Regions from separate parts of the Gossypium hirsutum genome. Here region 2 is linked to region 1. Evidence: chromatin contacts called from public Hi-C data. All regions are on one chromosome and are shown on one strand. Each heading gives the region's core, a stretch centred on a gene start, on an enhancer-like site or on the middle of the called end of the contact. The rest is flanking DNA. Distances are from core to core; before and after follow the strand shown.

Evidence for each region. A called contact is a pair of places that touch in the nucleus more often than the background predicts.
Region 2: a contact with region 1 is called in a Hi-C map of leaf, with 2.6 times the contacts expected there. The contact joins the promoter of LOC107952127 here to the promoter of LOC107938277 in region 1. A contact is called at or near these places in 3 of 34 Hi-C or Micro-C datasets (all in leaf).

The regions. Positions count from the first base shown.
Region 1 is chrA02:49,194,816-49,200,942 of Gossypium_hirsutum_v2.1, reverse strand. It overlaps LOC107938277 (UDP-glycosyltransferase 88A1), which reads left to right and starts at 3,036. Exons shown (of 1, transcript XM_016871374.2): 1 at 3,036-4,740. The coding sequence starts at 3,272. The coding sequence ends at 4,561.
Region 2 is chrA02:50,097,268-50,103,394 of Gossypium_hirsutum_v2.1, reverse strand. It overlaps LOC107952127, which reads right to left and starts at 2,180. Exons shown (of 9, transcript XM_016887406.2): 1 at 1,781-2,180; 2 at 1-1,543. The coding sequence starts at 1,936. LOC107952129 (serine/threonine-protein phosphatase PP1) reads right to left here. Exons shown (of 5, transcript XM_016887408.2): 2 at 4,155-4,511; 3 at 3,953-4,152; 4 at 3,494-3,706; 5 at 2,675-3,050. The coding sequence ends at 3,036.

The DNA.
Region 1 (6,127 bases), core at 1,787-4,286:
GACGGGGATGCACTGACGGGAACGCGCTTTACCCTGTGTCAGCAAAAACGCACTAATGTGGGCGCGCTTTTGCTCATGCTTGGACTAAAATTTCAAAAAAATATCATTTTTTAAAAATATTATAAAAAATAGACAATTTTTTTGAAAATTTACAAGAATAAGCCTTTATAAAAACCAAATTTGGCTCACCCAAATTATATTTCCAAAAATGATGTTTGACAATTTAGTCCGAGAACGGGCAAAAGCGCGCCCATGTCAGAGCGTTTTTAGCTGACACGGGGTAAAGCGCATCCCCGTTAGCGCGCTTTTCTAAAATTTCTCCTTAAAACGCTTCCACGTAGACGCGTTTTGATTTTTTTTCAGCCCATTCTGATAAATAAAATTTTAAGTGGCCTGTTTCCGTAAATAAAGTTGGAAATGAGCATTTGTTAATAAAATAGTCCCACATTGGAGCACAATTCAACAATTATATTTCAAAAAATGATGTTTGCACATCTCATATGAAAAAGGGAGGCTTTTTTTTTTATCTAAATAATATAAAAATTAAAATCAATAACTTAAATGGTATGCCCATAAGATTATTTATCAAAATGGTATCGTTTTACTAGTGCCACTTGTCAAATTGGCAACACCGAACTGAAATGTAATGATCTAAAATATTCAGGGACTTGTTATGCAATTTTTTCATTTAGAATGGCTGCTAAAAAAAGGAAAAGGTGCCGCCTGGCAATGTGGTGGCACCAAACTTTAAATATGGCTAATTGCCTTGTAAGCCCTCCTTATTTATTATTTTCTTTTTATTCCCCTCCAACACAGTATATTGTGTTTAAACAAGCCATTAACCTAATTTTGTAGTTAAATAAACCCTTAACTTATGGTTTTTACTCATAAAAGCCCTTTATTTTAATATTAAAGTAAATCTATTTTACCCAAAGTAAAGCTATTTTAAAAAATATAAACTAATTCACATTTTATATTGACGTGAATTCGATGAGAATAATTTATTAAATAAAAAAATAAAATTTTTAAATTTCTTGAGAGTGCTTATATACATTATATTCTTAACTACTCTTTTGAAATTTTTGATTACTTTTTTAGATTTTATGTTGATGTTAAAGTGTATCTAATTTTTATTGCATCAACAAAAAATTAAGATAAGAGCTTGAAATTCAAAATAAATATATTTACTTTAATATTAAAATAAAGATATTTTATGAGTAAAAACAATAAGTTAGGCTTATTTAATTACAAAATAGGTTAAGGGTTTGTTTAAACACAATATAGTAAGTTGAAGGAGAATAAAAAGAAAATAATAAATAAGGAAGGCTTATAAGGCAATTAGTCATATTTAAAGTTTGGTGCCACCACACTGTTAGGCGGCACATTCCCCCCCTTTTTTTTCAGCAACCATTCTAAATGGAAAAATTGTAACATGTCCCTGAATACTTTAGATCATTACATTTCAGTCTGGTGTCGCTAATTTGACATGCGGCACCAGTAAAACCATACCGTTTTGGTAAATGATCTTATGGGCATACCATTTTAGTTATTAATTTTATTTTTTGTATTATTTAGGTAAAAAAGCCAAAAAAGGATAAGGGTCTGTTTGTTTACATGTAAAAAGTTTTACGGAAAATATTTTCTGTATTTTTCTGTGTTTGTTTCACAAAAAATAGTTTGGCCAACGGAACATGACTTACAAGTCAAGGTAAAATAAGTCATTTTTCTTGTAAAAAATGACTTACCATTTTGAAAAGCGCACGTCATTTTTCAGAAAAGAGTTTATTTATAGACAATTTTATTTTTATATAAAAATTAACTTAAATCAAGCTTAATATTATTATATTGATAATAAATTTTATTTTTATTTTTAAAAATATTTAAAATATTATATTTTTCAATATTATAAAACATACATATTTAATTATTTATATTTAGTCATATAATAAATTATTAATATAATAAATATAATGTATTATTTTAATAAATTATTTAATATTTTATTTTTATTTTAATAATAAATTTTAAAAATAATAATTTTAAATAATATTATTCACATATTATTGAAAATATTCAATAATAATATTTTAATAATAAATATTTATTAAAATTATAAATATATTACTAATAAATGTTTTGTAGTATAAAAAATAAAATATGTCATAAGTCTATGTACACTTCATAGATTTGTAATTTAGTCTTTGTACTTTTATTTTTAAGAATTTAGTCCTTTTACTTTTCAAATTTAAAAATTAAGTCTAATTGTTGACATCGTTAATTTTTTTTGTTAATTTTGTGAATGTCACATTTTTTAAATAAAAAATACTTACTTAGTAGTCATGTAATGAATATGATATTAACATAATATCTTTAATACATGCAAAAACTATGTAAAATATAAAATTATAGATAAAAATAAATTCAATTAAATAATGAAAAATAAGAAAATCTCAAATATATGTTTGTTTAATTGAAAATAACTTTTATAAAATATTTTTAAGAAATCTACCAAATAACAGAATATATTTTACACAGATTCCAAATACGAGAAAATATTAACTTTTTCAGAAAGATAAATCGTTTTTCAGAAATCAATTTTCAAAAGTTATTTTTAGTGAAACAAATAGAGCTTAAATTGGAATTTAAGTTTTAACATATTTGTCGGATGATATATATATATATATATATAAAAAAGATAAATAAGCAATGTTAAAATTTTTTAAGGAAATTGTTTACTAGAAATGAATGAGGTATGGAGAGTGAATGACTAAAATGTTTTACTCCTCTTCAATGTATATAACATTTTACGTGGATTTTACTTTCACCAATTTTATTTTTCGTAAACAAACCCCAAAAATGAGGAAAATATTTTTCATAGATAAATGTACTTACACCTTTAATTTAAGCTGTTGATTTTAAAATATACGCTTTTTTTTTTTAAAATCCCTTGCCTCTCTCACCACATTAGGAAAAAATGCCACTTCCAAATAAAATAGTCGTCAATTAAAAGTCGACTTTTAGAGCAAATATAATAATTATAATTTTAAAGTATTAACATTTATAATTTAAAAAAAATGTTTATTTTTAGTCTTAAAAAAATCTATTCCCCCTTTTATTATTATTATTATTATAAATCCGCATATTTAGCGTTGATGAGTGAGGATAAGAGATAGGGCTGAGCTTGGTTGGGGTTGTCTTTTACTGTAATAGGTTGTTAGCAATGGAGGCCGTAGTTCTTTAACCGTCACCACCAATTGGCCACCTGCTAGCCATGGTGGAGTTAGGCAAGCTTCTATTATCTCACCAACCTTCACTCTCTATCCACATCCTCATCGCTACACCACCTTACCAAGCTGAATCCACCGCTCCTTATATTGCCGCCGTCTCTTCCACTATTCCTTCCATTGTTTTTCACAAGCTACCCAAAGTCACCCTCCTTCCATCCACTGATGTTACCCACCATGAGTTCCTTACTTTTGAGGTCCTCCGCCTTAGCAACCCCAATGTCCATGAAACTCTCCTTTCCATCTCCAAGGATTACAAAGTCCATGCCTTTACCATGGATTTTTTCTGTACTGTTGCTTTCAAAGTCGCCGTTGATCTTAGTATCCCTCCTTACTTCTTCTACACCTCCGGCGTTGCTACTCTTTCCTCCTTCTTTTATCTACAAACCCTTCATAATAACACCACTAAAAGCTTCAAAGAACTTAACCTTCTCCTCAACATCCCGGGTGTCCCACCGGTGCCATCTGCCGATATGCCTAAGCCAGTACTCGATCGCAACGATCAAGTCTATCACATCTTCATTAACAACTCCATGTATTTGCCCAAGTCAGCTGGGATTATAATCAACAGTTTTGAATCCCTCGACCCAAGAGCCATCAAAGCAATTCGCGATGGACTCTGTGTTCCAGATGGCCCCACACCTCCACTGTACTGCATCGGACCGTTGATTGCTGACGTTGATCGGAGAAGTGGAGCTAGATCTAATGCTGCCGGTGAAGGTGCCCCTAATGATTGCTTAATGTGGCTTGACAAGCAACCTAGTAAAAGTGTAGTGTTCCTTTGTTTTGGTAGCCTGGGACTGTTTTCAGCTCAACAGTTGAAAGAAATAGCTGAGGGGTTAGAGAGAAGTGAGCAAAGATTCTTGTGGGTGGTGAGAAACCCTCCTTCGGAGAACCTAAGTGTGGCGATAAAGGAACAATCGGAACCAGATTTGAACGCTTTGTTACCTATGGGGTTCTTGGAGAGGACGAAGGAGAGGGGAAAGGTGGTCAAGTCATGGGCGCCACAGGTGACGGTGTTGAACCATGATTCCATCGGTGGGTTCGTGACACACTGTGGGTGGAATTCGGTGCTGGAATCTGTTTGTGCGGGGGTTCCGATGGTGGCATGGCCACTCTACGCAGAGCAAAGGTTCAACCGGGTGTTGCTAGTGGAGGAAATGAAGATAGCCTTGCCGATGGTGGAGTCAGAAACAGGGTTCGTAGATTCAAGTGAAGTGGAGAAGCGAGTTAGAGAATTTGGGAACAAGGTAAAGTGGTTAGGAAGCGAACCGTAGCTATGAAACACGCAGCCAAGGCTGCTATGAGTGAGGGAGGTTCCTCTCGTCTCGCACTAGCCAAACTCTTTGAGTCGTGGAAGCAGGAGTAATGCCTGAATTCTGGTGCGGTTTCAATTAGAATCAAGTGTAAGGATATTTTTTAGCTATCATGAATAAAATGATGAATAAAATGTTTAGATTGTGGCTATATAATAAAAATTGAAAAATATTACCAGTAAAATATTTTTCAAAAATAAATAGAGTTATTTATAATCAGTAAATATAATTTAAAAATATTTTTTCAGAATACTTCTTACAAATATATGTTTTTACAAACGATATAGATGAAAATTTTCTTATTATTAAATTTAGACTTGATCATAAACCATTTGATATAAAAGTCAAAAAAATAGTAGTTCAAATTTTTTTTTCATTTATTAAAAGATTTTCCTGTAATTATTAAGTCTATATTATCACAAAAAGTAAATCAAGATGATTTTTTCTACTAATTTTATATTCAAATAAGTAGCCTTATTGGTATTGTTGAAATAGAAAGATTTTATCAGCCATATCAAATTTGGATTATTTAAGGAATGATTGGAAGTCCCAAATTATCAGCTGTCAAACAAGATAAAGAACACTTGACAAAAAATATTGACAAGTATTATAATAATTTTAATTATTATCAGACTCAAGCAGGAAAACATATTACATTATTGAATATATTATAATTATTACTTTTATAATATATATTATAAAGGCTTTTAATATCTAGCAATAAGTTAAACTTTCTCCATATTAATTTTTTTAGATAATATTGTTTAGCTCTGATACCAATTATAGGGGAATAAGGGATGCGGAATAAGAGGGATTATATTATTACAAAAGAAAGTTTACAAGGAGAGGATATTTGAAAGGAAAGTTAAAAGTTTCTAAAATTATTTTGGATTTTGATATTGATGGATGCCTTGTTTAGGCTACATATATTTTTTTTATAGTAAAATTTCTAAACTCTATTTAATTTTTCTTCAATCTCGTACAGTGGTTCTGACAAGGATCCTGTCTTGTCATCAACATAGTTACTTCCACGTTGCATAGCCTTATCACATCATTTGTCTTCCACGTTGCAACCTTTTCTGATGCATTTTTCTTCAAGTTATCTTCTTTTTGTCCATCAGTGTTTCTTGGACATTATTTCTCCACGTGACTGATATGTTTTGGCTAATCCTTCTTGGATATTATCTAGATTCATTAACTTTATTTTATCTAGAAGTAATGAATCTGGTGACAGTTTTGGCGAGTTCCAAAGCTCCCACGTATTTCTGATTTCCTCTATTATTTGTGATGGGAAATCATCAATCTCCATATCATCAATCTTTTTTAATAGTCGTATGGATTCTTCGTCTCTATTATTCTGGATAATTCCAGTTTCATCTGCTATTATTCTTCTTCCATCAGTAATCAGTCTATAAGTCTGATGTCGAAGAACATGTTGAGCTGTTGACATTAAATCAATCCCTACTTGGGTTTGATATAATTAAAATTATTATAACACTTGTCAATATTTTTTGTCAAGTGTTCTTT
Region 2 (6,127 bases), core at 931-3,430, 900 kb before region 1:
TATGCCCCACAAAGTTTTGTTTGGATATATGAGAGTCTACCTCAAGGCGTGGGCTTCCAGCTGGAGAATCAAGCCCCCTAAACAAATTGAACCACACAACTTGGATTTGACCACTAAAGAAGCCATATACAATCGCAGAAGGAGCATAAAGATTTTCAGAAATAACCATGGAAGAAGATACAATTTGTCCCTTAGGGACAGAATAACAACTATCATCTAAATGTATGCTATCGACAGTTTCTGAGGCGGAAACAGAGCTCTGAATAGATGTTAATTTGGTATGGAATCCACCCAAAGATTCGCTTTTATGATCGAAACCAGCAGTCGGAGTCCAGCCAAGAAACGAAATGCCTTCTCCAGGCATTTTGCATTCATCCAAGAGTTTGCCACGATCACATCTCTGCTTAAGTGACCAGATTGTAACACGTGGTTTCCATTGAAATGAGTCTTCAATAGTGAAGCAAACTGATTCAACCCGAAGAAGTATTTGGCTCAAGTGGACAAAAGAAAAAGACAACCTTGCACCCAGGGGAAATGACGTGGCAGGGATTTCACAAAGAGGCTCATAATTGAATGTGTTATCTAAATATGATATTGCATACAAAACTGCAGATCCTCTATTATTCCACACTAAAAAATTTTCAGATTCATGGGTTACACTAGTAATTTGTGCATTCCCATAATTTTTACTTTCAAGAAACATAGCCCCTACAACATGTGACTGACCATGATCATCTTCAACGCAAAGGACATTGTTCATGAAAAGAATCACACCTATTGTAATGGCACCGTCCAACAGCCTAAATATAGATCGATCTTTTAAAACAGTAGCAACAGTAGTCCTACATGTTGCAATTGATACTACTTGTCCAGCCTCAACAAGGCCATCTTCCCATGCCTCTATTTCTTGCTTAGAAGGTTTCTGCAACCTAGTCTCACCCTCACTACCTTGATGAAAGTCCTTTGACAAAGGAACCAACTGCAGCTTACCAAAGGAGTCAGCCAAGAGTGAACAATGTATTTCTCCATCATCAACTGAAGATACAACATCCATAAACTTCAAAGGCCCAATGGACAAATTCCCATGAAAAATGGTTTGTACAATAGTAAGAGTATACGTATCAACAATAACAACAGTACACTTAGGAGGCTTCCTGTTCTGAGATTCTTTATCCATTGAAATCTCACCCCCTTCGGCAGATTCCATCAACTGGTGGTCAGTTAAATGGGCAGCATCAACAAAGCAACAGCCTACACAAGCATATCTTGGATTCCAAGGCAATGTACGAATAATCGATGGGCTGCCCACCCAAGGTGGCAGTTTTCTTCTACGCCTGCAGTGGCCACTACTTCTGCTCCAGACGCACAACATACTGTCAGTACAAGCACTTAGTAAGGCACCCCCATTATCAAAGCTAGAGTTGAAAGCAACATTACTTGAATAGTCCATGCTTTGTTCTCCAGATACTACAATGGGACAGCAAATGGCGAGATCAGCTATTGGTGCAGCATGACCGCACAACATAGCAATTGGTCGAATTTCCTGAATATGATACAAATTTCGACCATCAGTCTAAATTCAACAATCTAAACTATACCCTAGCAAAACCCAGATTTACTACCGAGCAAATGCATATATAATATCAAATTGAAGCTCTCTGGTCATTCAATTGCATAACACAAATATAATAAGCTAATTATTCTTAATAAGAAGAAGAGAACCCGAATCTTTTAGTTATATTGTTTTCCTAAATTGAATCGAGTAAAGTTAGTTGGTTACCGGGTGGGAATCTGAATTGGAGAGGTTCCACCAGAGGATGGAGCCATCGGATCCGCCGGTGTAGAGAGTCGGAGGGTGGTTGAGAGCGGCTGTGGCTGTGACACGGTGGGCCGGAGGCGTGCCTGACCATATACACGCCACGGATCGGCACTTCATGGCCTATGTAGTAGCTCTGCCTTCAAATGTGTTGAAGGCTGCGTTTTTATTACAAATTCGATGCGCAAGTGTCTATATTTTGGACCCAGATACCACTATACACATTTTTGCTTATTTTGTTCTGGGCATGAATCTTTTCGAATGTACTTTTTAAGGGTAACACTACCACTCTCTCTCTATTCATCAGTACTTCATAATTTTGCCAGAGTTTTGAGAATCTTCTATTTAGTTAATTAGCAAAATGAAAAGAAAAAGGGTGATTTAATTTTATATTTTTCAAATAAATTAGTGTCTTCATTTCAATAGTTTTAGGATGAATATTGCTGAGGATTTCCTTTTTAAGTTTTACCAGGACAGGACCGGTCCAATTAAAGTTGAACCAATAAACCGATATAAAGCAACAATTGAATAGGATCTTTTTAATTATTTTTATTTTTATTTTATGTAATTTTTAATAATTTATTTAAACAAAGTACCAAATACTACCCACATAACAATGAAAGTAAGCGCCAATTGTAAATCTTGGATCCCTATTTTATCCAAGCTATTAGTATTCAAGATTAAAGATGTTATCAAACTCTCCTAAATTTTGCCTTTGTGAAAGCGGATTGCATTGTATCATGGATGGTTCTGATTTTAAAGCCGCTGAAGTGCCTGAAACTGCTTCAGGCTTTTGTTCATAGGTTACCAAAATCTCAATGTTAAAGCATAAAATGGGCGAGAGCCATAGCCACCAAGTTCATAATTTTTTTCTTTCCATTTGACTTGGAAGGGTACTACTCCAACCACAACAGAAGCTGAAAACAGTTACGATACGAAATGATATTTCGTTACCTACAAGAATTAAAAATCAACATACTGAAATTAGAATCCGGTTTTACATATGATAAGAAAAACCAAGTTCCGGCTGGTAACTGAGCTCCATAGCTCTTCTCCTATGTCATTCCAGCAACTTTACCTTCCAATTTCCTTCTTTTTGCATCCAACAATAGTCCAGCCAGCCATCACAGTTTCATTCAACAAAACACCAACATTAAGTAGATACAAGAACGACCCTATTGGTCTATTGGTCATCCAACATTTAACTTTACTGTCTTACTCAGCGCTTCCCACCCTGAAGGAAGATAAAAAAAAGGCACAAATTGGTTTAGTGCCAGAAAAATAAAACGAAACACTGATAAAAACAGCTGAAAATGGACAATCTAACTAAAGCTGCACTTCCATCACTAAGTAAAAAAGAAGTGAAACCAGGGAAGGGGCTGTTCAGAAAGGCGCCGAGTCGTTGACAAAGCAGCAAGCAATGTCAAAGGAAATTTTGATATTAAATGGTTGAACCTCTCTCTCTCTGTGGCATATTTCTACATGGGTCCTATGTCCATTTGGTAATAACTGATCCATTGACCAGAAACAGTAGGACGCAGTTATACATATATCTGGTGACTCAAACTTTATACCTGATTATCGATAAATATTATTATAGGACGGAATTGCTTACCTTTATACATATATCCCTTGGGGATTCAATTTATCAATTCATGATGACTAATAGTTTCCTACCTTGTGAGGTGGAGTTCCTGGTCTGAATGTGTTGTTGCCAAATCCACCCTTTCCTTTCTTCTCTAAAGATTTAAGAATCTGAAACGAACATGTTAAACTATCATCCACACTCATCATGGCACCTGCATTATCAAATTCCCCGCAGTAGTTTGGAGCAGAGAATATGGTCACCAACTGTCGCTTTGCAAAGAACTCATAGCCATCTTCTACAACCTAAACGAAGCATGAAAACATAAAATTTAAAAGACAATAAAGAATACAAACATTAATTACTAGAATTTGGTCAGTCTGCCCACATTGTTACACTGGAAGTAACACGAAGGATCCAGGAACTCTAAACTCTTCATTTTTCACAAGTTTCCCACAAGTTCCTAATATACCATCAAGTCATGCAAATTTAGAAAAATAAATAAATAAAACAAAACAAAACGAAGTTAAGGTCAATACAGATGACAATACCTGGTGAGCTCGGCAAATGAGATCAAGGTCATGTTTCTTAAGGAATTCAGAAACTATGTCAGCCCCAAATGTATATGAAACTCCCCTATCATTCTCTCCCCAGCCATCAAGATCTTTATCAGGATCAGCCCAAAGAAGATCACAGAGAAGGCCCTGATCTGGCACATCAACAGGGCGAGAAATGCTACGGATCTGATCCAATTTTTCAAGTCAGGAGATAATCCACCATGCATGCAAAGGATCTTCTCATCAATTAGAGCAGCAACAGGTAGGCAATTAAAGCATTCCGTAAACAACTTCCAGACACGAACATTAAACCTTCTTTTGCACTCATCATAGAAACCATATATACGGTTAATTGATGCACATTCATGGTTGCCCCTAAGGAGAAAAAAATTCTCTTTGTATTTGATTTTGTATGCTAGGAGAAGGCAAATTGTTTCGATGCTCTGCTTGCCACGATCAACATAGTCACCTAGGAATAAATAGTTTGCTGTAGGCGGATATCCTCCATACTCAAACAAACGTAGAAGATCAGAAAATTGACCGTGAACATCTCCTGCCAAAATAGTATGAAAGTAAACGCAGAATTATTACATTCCCAATTTGTTAAAACTTAAAAAACCTACAGAAATTAAATTATATTATTTATATGGGAAAAAAAAACAAGTGCACACCAAGCTCATTTGATGAAGATCAAGTTAACGTGGTAGTGAATGAAAGATAAATTCAAATTAGAGAAGTCCAAGCCCCTAGAATTACCAAGCAGACCTAACTGACCGAAATAAAAGACCTTGAAATTATTGAGCATGTGATCCTCTATACAAACCAAAATGAGAAAAAAACACACAGAGCTATCGTTCAAGGCACAACAGCTTCTGCAAAACTCTAATGACACTTGAAGGCTCACTAAAACCATCCCAAACTCCGATGAACCCTTTTGACATATGATGTACAGATGGGAGCAAAATTATTATACATCCCCCCCGAAACACATACAAACAAACAAACAAACAAACAGAAAATACTAAGTGTTGAAGTAAAAAGAATAGGAAAAAAGGGACCAAGTCCATCTTTATGGAAAGGAACAAATATACAAACAAAGTGCAGCTATAAAATCTTATTTTAAGTTCACCCAGACACGAAGACATTCTGAGCTCCATGCCCCACATCTACGGATTAACATAATGCTGGAAAATTCAGAACCTTCATACGATAGCAGTAGTCTTGTTAGAAAATGTTTCTCATAGTATGAAAGTTCTCACTTTCCCTTGATAAATGCTCTTATTATCTTCCACCACGTAGGGGAATATAATTTATTTAACTTCCGAATAGCACAAAATGCCAACAACTTTCCAAATTGAGACCCTTGTCATAGAAAAGTTGTCCCATGTCTACCGGACTGCATCTATCAAAGCACAATAACAAAAATCTAGACCATAAGCACACTAAATAATAACTAATACGCCCAAAACTTTAGAAAGGCTAAAGTATTATCTCATTATGACATATGCATAATGCATGTCACATACAACTAGCTACAACAGTTGAGCCAAGCAGTGCGTGCAGTAAATATAGCTTTACACGAAGTTCACCCATCAATGATACTACTGCTTCCCTAACAACGACCTAGAGTTGTATTACTAAGATATGAGATTACATTTTACTCAAAATCTGTATATAAATAACAGCCAAAATTACATTGGAAAAGCTGATGCTACCAAATAAAGAATTGGCATAATCTTCTAGGACTGCAAAGACTTACCTGCTGACAAATCAATCAAGTATCTAGGATCCTTATCTCCCAGTAACGCATAATCAAATGCCAATGACAATTCACTTGACAGTCTAACCCCAAAACCCTTGAGTCCACTTTTACTGCTCTTTACAATCTTCCTAACTCTTTGCTTTTTGTTTCTTTATCATATCAAATCAAAAAGCATCTTTTATAATTCACAATTTCATCTCAATAATTCTATTTAACAATCAGAAGCAACAAATTTTGGGTATAAATTAGCAAATTCTTACACCCATAGATATTCAAGATTGACACATTCAATGACTAAAATAAACCAAACTAACCCAAAAAGAAAGTAACCAAAATACCCCAAAATAAAGCAACAATCAATTGTGTAAATTTGCATCAGCCAGGTTTACATGACAGAAGGAGGAAAA